2 separate regions of the Mus musculus genome follow, and region 2 is linked to region 1. A link is a contact called in public Hi-C data. All regions are on one chromosome and are shown on one strand. The core of a region is the stretch at or near the end of the contact, and the rest is flanking DNA. Distances in the headings are between cores, read along the strand shown.

The links. A called contact is a pair of places that touch in the nucleus more often than the background predicts.
Region 2: a Hi-C map of bone marrow-derived macrophages shows a contact between it and region 1, with 41 read pairs. The contact joins two enhancer-like sites. A contact is called at or near these places in 1 of 39 promoter capture datasets (hippocampal neurons), 2 of 15 datasets of contacts at CTCF or cohesin (large pre-B cells and pro-B cells), 20 of 484 Hi-C or Micro-C datasets (the 63-12 cell line, the C10 cell line, Th1 cells and 13 more) and 12 of 115 datasets of contacts at active chromatin or transcription factors (the 230-238 cell line, the HPC-7 cell line, the NIH/3T3 cell line and 8 more).

Annotation. Positions count from the first base shown.
Region 1 is chr4:102,497,624-102,500,472 of GRCm38.p6, reverse strand. Pde4b (phosphodiesterase 4B, cAMP specific) reads right to left here. Exons shown (of 15, transcript NM_019840.2): 3 at 2,815-2,849; 4 at 2,649-2,719. Among named protein-coding and RNA genes, the nearest start is that of Gm52668, 16 kb to the left of the region's middle. Within about 2 kb of position 1,347, at least 28 of the 459 cell types and tissues checked have an H3K27ac peak or open chromatin away from gene starts, as enhancers often do. A contact at or near this core is called in Th1 cells, bone marrow-derived macrophages and effector CD8 T cells, where this site is marked.
Region 2 is chr4:102,606,800-102,609,648 of GRCm38.p6, reverse strand. Pde4b (phosphodiesterase 4B, cAMP specific) reads right to left here. Exons shown (of 15, transcript NM_019840.2): 15 at 2,387-2,849. Among named protein-coding and RNA genes, the nearest start is that of Gm52667, 39 kb to the right of the region's middle. Within about 2 kb of position 1,343, at least 50 of the 459 cell types and tissues checked have an H3K27ac peak or open chromatin away from gene starts, as enhancers often do. A contact at or near this core is called in Th1 cells, bone marrow-derived macrophages and effector CD8 T cells, where this site is marked.

The sequences.
Region 1 (2,849 bases), core at 98-2,597:
TCTAACAATACATGGCAAGACTAACTCTATAAAACACAGATATGGACTTGCAAGAAGATCAGCAGATGCCGAGGGCTAACTGCTGGAGACATACTCCCTTTTATAAATATGTCTTGTCTTGGACAAATGTGACACAAGGCGTCCTGGTTTGAGAGATGGTTCTCAGTGTGAGGGTGATCATGCCTCTAGGTACATTCTGTGCACGATATTTGTTTAGGGTCTTAAGATACCTGTTTCCCAGAGCTTTGTGTAATCCAGAACACACAGCGATGTGAAGACCCAATTTTTAAGGAAGCAGCTTCAATGTATCAATTATCAGGGTTAGGCTGTCTCTAATGCTACTGATAGAGGAGGAACAGCCACACCTATGCTAACAAATAGCATTGAAAATATCATGCCAGCCCCATGTCTACTTGGATCTGTGTAACACATCAGTTTGGTCTCAAATGTGGTTATACTAAAGAAGCTTGTGAAATCTACTCATCATTTCTTCCTTGTCCCACCTGTAACATTCTGACCTGGGGCTACATTCTTAAGGACACTGGCTTAGTTAATGTTTGCCTTTAGCTTCTCTGATTGTCCTCTGTTTCTTACATGGCTCCTACATAAACGTTTAAGCTGTCCAAGGACTTTTTCTGCACCCAGGGGGAGTGAACAGGTGCTCACTAGAAGCTGTGTGGTTGATCATAGTCAGGTCATTTAATCTCAGCCTTGACTCCTTATCTGTAAAGTGGAAGTAATAATATCTGTCACGACTATTGCTTGTGGAGGCCATTGCTGAGATAATTGATATGAAAACCCTTCTAGGTTCAGTAAGATGAATTATCAGTTATAATAGCTTACAGTTACTATGCTATATGCCAGTTGAGTGCTTTCTGAATATTAATTCACTTAATCCCCATACAACCTTATCTTACAGTTTAGGAAACCAAGATCCAGAAAAGATAATTAACTTGCCCACGTATATGATTTCCAAGCAGAATGATTCTAAGCAGATTCCAGAACTGAATGTGTGGCCAATATGAATAGTCCCAGAAACCAATTACCCGGAGAACAACACGCAATGGTAAGGAAATTCCTAATTTCCAGTAAAGACAGTGTGTTAGGTCATTAGCATGCCTTTGGGCCAAATAGAGATCACTCAGGTAGGCTTAGCAGGATCAGAAAAGCATATTGAAAAAGATGACACTCAACCTAAAAGATGTCAGAACATGGCTAATCTGACTGTGACAGGTATAAGAAGACAGTCTAGGCAGAAAGTGTAGAGGGGAATAGACAGAAAACTCCTGGGTCCCAGTTGCTCCAGCCCATGTGACAGAGATGTGATCTGACTGCTCACTGATTAATCACCGGCACTTCCTGTTAGCACATAAGCCACAAAGGAGCAGAGACCTTAGCTGTGTGGACCACTATGAGATCATCAGTGCTTGATATAAAGTGAATGGCCAGTAAGTATCTGTGCAATTAGGTACATGCAGGCATGGATGAATAGTATGTATGAAATAAATATTCAAGGGATGGATTATTAAGTGAATAAATAGGAAGCAAAGCTCCAAACCCAAGTTCCACATATTGGCTGGGTGTCCCTGAGTGTTGAAAGTTTCAGATTTGCTTTTTTGTTTATATCTCAGATTCTGGAATATCTTAATCTGCATGGTGAGAAATCTTAGGGAAGGGAATCAAGACTGAATAGAAAATTCATTTGTTTTATGTGCACATTCCATAAATAACCCAATGGCGATCTCATAGTGCAACTCTGTGCAAGCGATCACTCGAGGCCAGATGTGGATCTCTTCATTCTTGGCATCATATCAGAGTTCAAAAAGCCTGAATTTTGGATTTTTTTGATAGGGAATGCTCAACTATTTCTTTTTTTCTAAATATACTACAACCAATGTTCCATCATGTTAATTTAATCTGGGTGGTGAGGCATCTTAGCTACAATGTATAAGCATCTACTTTTCATCCCAAAGAGTGGTCCCCTGCAATGCCCTAGCCAAAGATGGGCATGATCACACAAATAGTGTGTAAGATAATGCTCTCTGGTGAGAGCCTGCAGAACAGTGGAGAGACCGGGATAGGAGAGATGCCACAGCAGTATGCAACTTCCTCTTGCAAGGAGACTTACTGCAGAACAAACCACAGGACAGTGAGAGGAGGATAATTGTCCAATTAGGCTCTACCTGCACTTCCTATTACCTGCCTCATCAGAATCTGGATGAAGTCAAACAAATGATGGATGGACCACTTAACAAAGACTGAATATAGATCCTGCTGTGGTAACTACTGACTGGAAAGCAAGAGAATCAAGCCTCAGATCCAATGTTTCTCTAACCCATGGTACATCCACAAGCTAGTTGCCAGATTCCTGACACTCAAGATTTCCTTCTCTAAACCAGAGGTTGAATGCATGGGTTTGCAAACCTCTCCTAACCTTTGCCAAGATCGTGGGTTCTATGACCCTCTGAGGCTATGATGATCTTTGAAACGCAAGAGAACTTCTTGGCCCTTAGACTGTATATTTCCAGATGGGTTGTGTGTTGTGACTCAGCTTATAGGGCTGGTCTCTAATGTTTGAGTCCAGTGTCCTTCAGCGTTCTGTGCTGTTGTGGGAGGGAACTAAAATTCTGCAGAACAACGAGGCTTACTTGTTCGGCGCTCCATGAAGGTTCGTCAGCAGGGTGAAGTTGTTTCTTACACTTCGCAAGCTGGCAAGAACCTGCAAGGAGAATGTTTCAGAATTGGTTAGGGTCAAAGGACTGTATTTAAAATCACACCAGTGATGAATTTCAGGCGAGCATGATCCCTACGTACCTGGGCAAAAGGAGTGACAATCAGGTCATCGCCGT
Region 2 (2,849 bases), core at 94-2,593, 110 kb before region 1:
GAGGTGTGTAGCAGTGTGGAATGGGGATCTTGGGGTAGCAACCAGAAAGTCCCAGATGCTAGAAGAGCAAGAGCTCCCAGGACCCCATGGGGATGACATTAGCTGAAATACCCCACATAGGGGAGGGAGAACCTGTTGAAACCATATCCAGAAGTTAGGCATGGCCCCCTGGTTGAGGGATGGGGCCATCCACCTATCTGCAAAATTTCAACCCAGAATTGCTGCTGTCTAAAGGAAATACATAGCCAAACATTGGACTGAGCGCAGGGACCCCAATTAGGAAGTTAGGGCAAGGACTGTAGGAGCTAAAGGGGCTTGCAACCTCATAAAAAGAACAACAGTATCAACCAGCTAGACCATCCAAAGCTTCTAGGGACTAAACCACCAACTAAAGAGTACCAGGGGGTACTCATGGCTCCAGCTGGATATGTAGCAGAGCATTGATTGCCTTATCTGGCATCACTGGGAGGGGGGCCCCTAGGTCCAGTGGAGGCTTGATGACTCAGGATAAGAGAACCTGGGGATGTGACTAGCTATTTCAAGGTCTTTCTATTCTGATTTTCCCATGGTAAAGACTGAAACTTGGAATTTTGTGCCAATTAAACCCCCTTTTTTCCTCAGCTGTCTTTGTCAAAGTGTCTTATTGGCAGGAGATATTAAACTAGGATACATACATAATGGCTCATAGCTGTCTGTAGCTCCAGTCCCAGACTACCCGATGCCTGCCCTCTTCTGGCCTCGGTGGGCACCAGATGTGCATCTAGAGCATAGACATACATGCAGACAAAACACCCATACTCATAAAATTTAGATAAATAAGTTTTAAAACGAGCAGAAATTAAAGGAGAAGTCAGTGGGAAGAATAAAACTAAGCAAGGCCCAAACTCATTGCTGGAAAACCATCCCACAGAGCATGCCATGCTGAGGTCATGGGGTTCACAGTGACTACCGAAGGCTTCAGGCCTGCATGCCTTGGAGACAGAACCAGTGGGGTCACTACTCTTTCCCTACATTACTGTCAGCTGGGGAGAATTAAAAGTCTGGTGTGTAGGCCTCTAGGAAGAGCCACTTCAGGTAGGGCTCTGGAGCAAACTAGAATCCAAATAGCATTAACAAACATGCACATTTTCCATGCTAAGGACACTTTAGTAGAAAACAGAACAGAGAACATTCTTAGGCATAATCATCAGCTATACTTTTTATACAAACTGTAACCAATTCCGTTTTGCCATTGTATCAGATAACAATGTCCAGTCAGAAACTGGATGGTAGGGAAGTCCTGGCTAGAACTAACAGGCAAGCTTTTGATTTTCTAAAGAAATTCAGCAATTTCCTCTTACCGAGGAATTCCTCTAGAGCAGACTCTCTCCTCGCCACAGGCCACTTACTTCTCTGTGGCTAAGTTAGTAAGAGCTACTCACTGAGTCTTTGTCACCTCCTACGCAAGCACACACGCACTCGGGATGACTTATTTTAAGATGATGACTTTAACACTTGATAACATTTAGTTCTTTCTAGAACAGTATAACCTACTAGCAAAGGCACAGACAGTCGGCTGGGGTGTCCACGAATATTTTTATGTGCTCTGAAGGTTGTGGTCTAGGTGACTCTTTTAGATTTCAGACTCCTTGTATGCCAAATGAATCAACAGGTTTCTCTACATTGAGCTAATGTACTAGGATTCAATTCTGTGAGTCACTGTGGTAGCCTACACAGCCCAGCTAAAGATGCCTCTTATTTACCTAAGAGATTAAACTCTTCAGAATTCTAAAGAGGTAGAAGGAAATGGTTCAAGATGAACAAAGTGGTTTTGCTTGTTAGTCTTCACCACCCTCCTTCCTGTACTGAGGAGCTGGGTGAATAATCTGCTGAGAAGAAAACAAAATGCTCTGAGCCATGGGACTTTTTGGACACAGAGAATACAAAACTTCAGTTGTGATTTGGATGAGCAAAGTGGCTTGCTTTTTTGTGAAGTACGGTAAAGAGGAAGAGGAAGAAGAAGAGGAAGAAGAAGGAGAAGAAGGAGAAGAAGGAGAAGAAGGAGAAGAAGGAGAAGAAGGAGAAGAAGAAGAAGAAGAAGAAGAAGAAGAAGAAGAAGAAGAAGAAGAAGGAGGAGGAGGAGGAGGAGGAGGAGGAGGAGGAGGAGGAGGAGTAGGAGAAGAAGGAGAAGAAGAAGAAGAGGAAGAAGAAAGAGGAGGAGGAGAAGGAGAAGGAGGAGGAGGAGGAGGAGGAGGAGGAGGAGGAGGAGGAGAAGAAGAAGAAGAAGAAGAAGAAGAAGAAGAAGAAGAAGAAGAAGAAGAAGAAGAAGAAGAAGAAGAAGAAGAAGAAGAAAACAACCCTGCTTTAATATATTTGAGTTGACCTTGAAATGAATGGGGCTACAATCTAATTTATTCATGCTTTTGTTTATTCAGCTCATATAAAAGTCTCTTAAGAATGCATTTGAGCACAATATATAATAGTAATAATATTATAACATACATTGTGAGAAACTTTTGAAAACAATATAACGTCCACCTGGAACAATGCAGTGTTACAGACGTACGAACCCATTGGTCATGCACATTTTGTGCCATTTTCTTTAACTATTGTCACAATGCTGAACTGAAGCATGACACGTATTTTACAAACTGAAACTGACACCAGGAAGAGGCCTGACAAGTGTTATCAGAAGCTTCACATTGCGTCATTTACGACATCAGTTCACATTCTACGATAAAAATTCACATTGTCTTCTTGTTGCCTTTGATGAATTTGAACATGGCTCCACTGCTCGTGAGCAGTATGGAGACTAGCTCTTCCAAGTCAGTAGTTTGGGGATACTCAGTATCATCTGTGATCAAATGTAG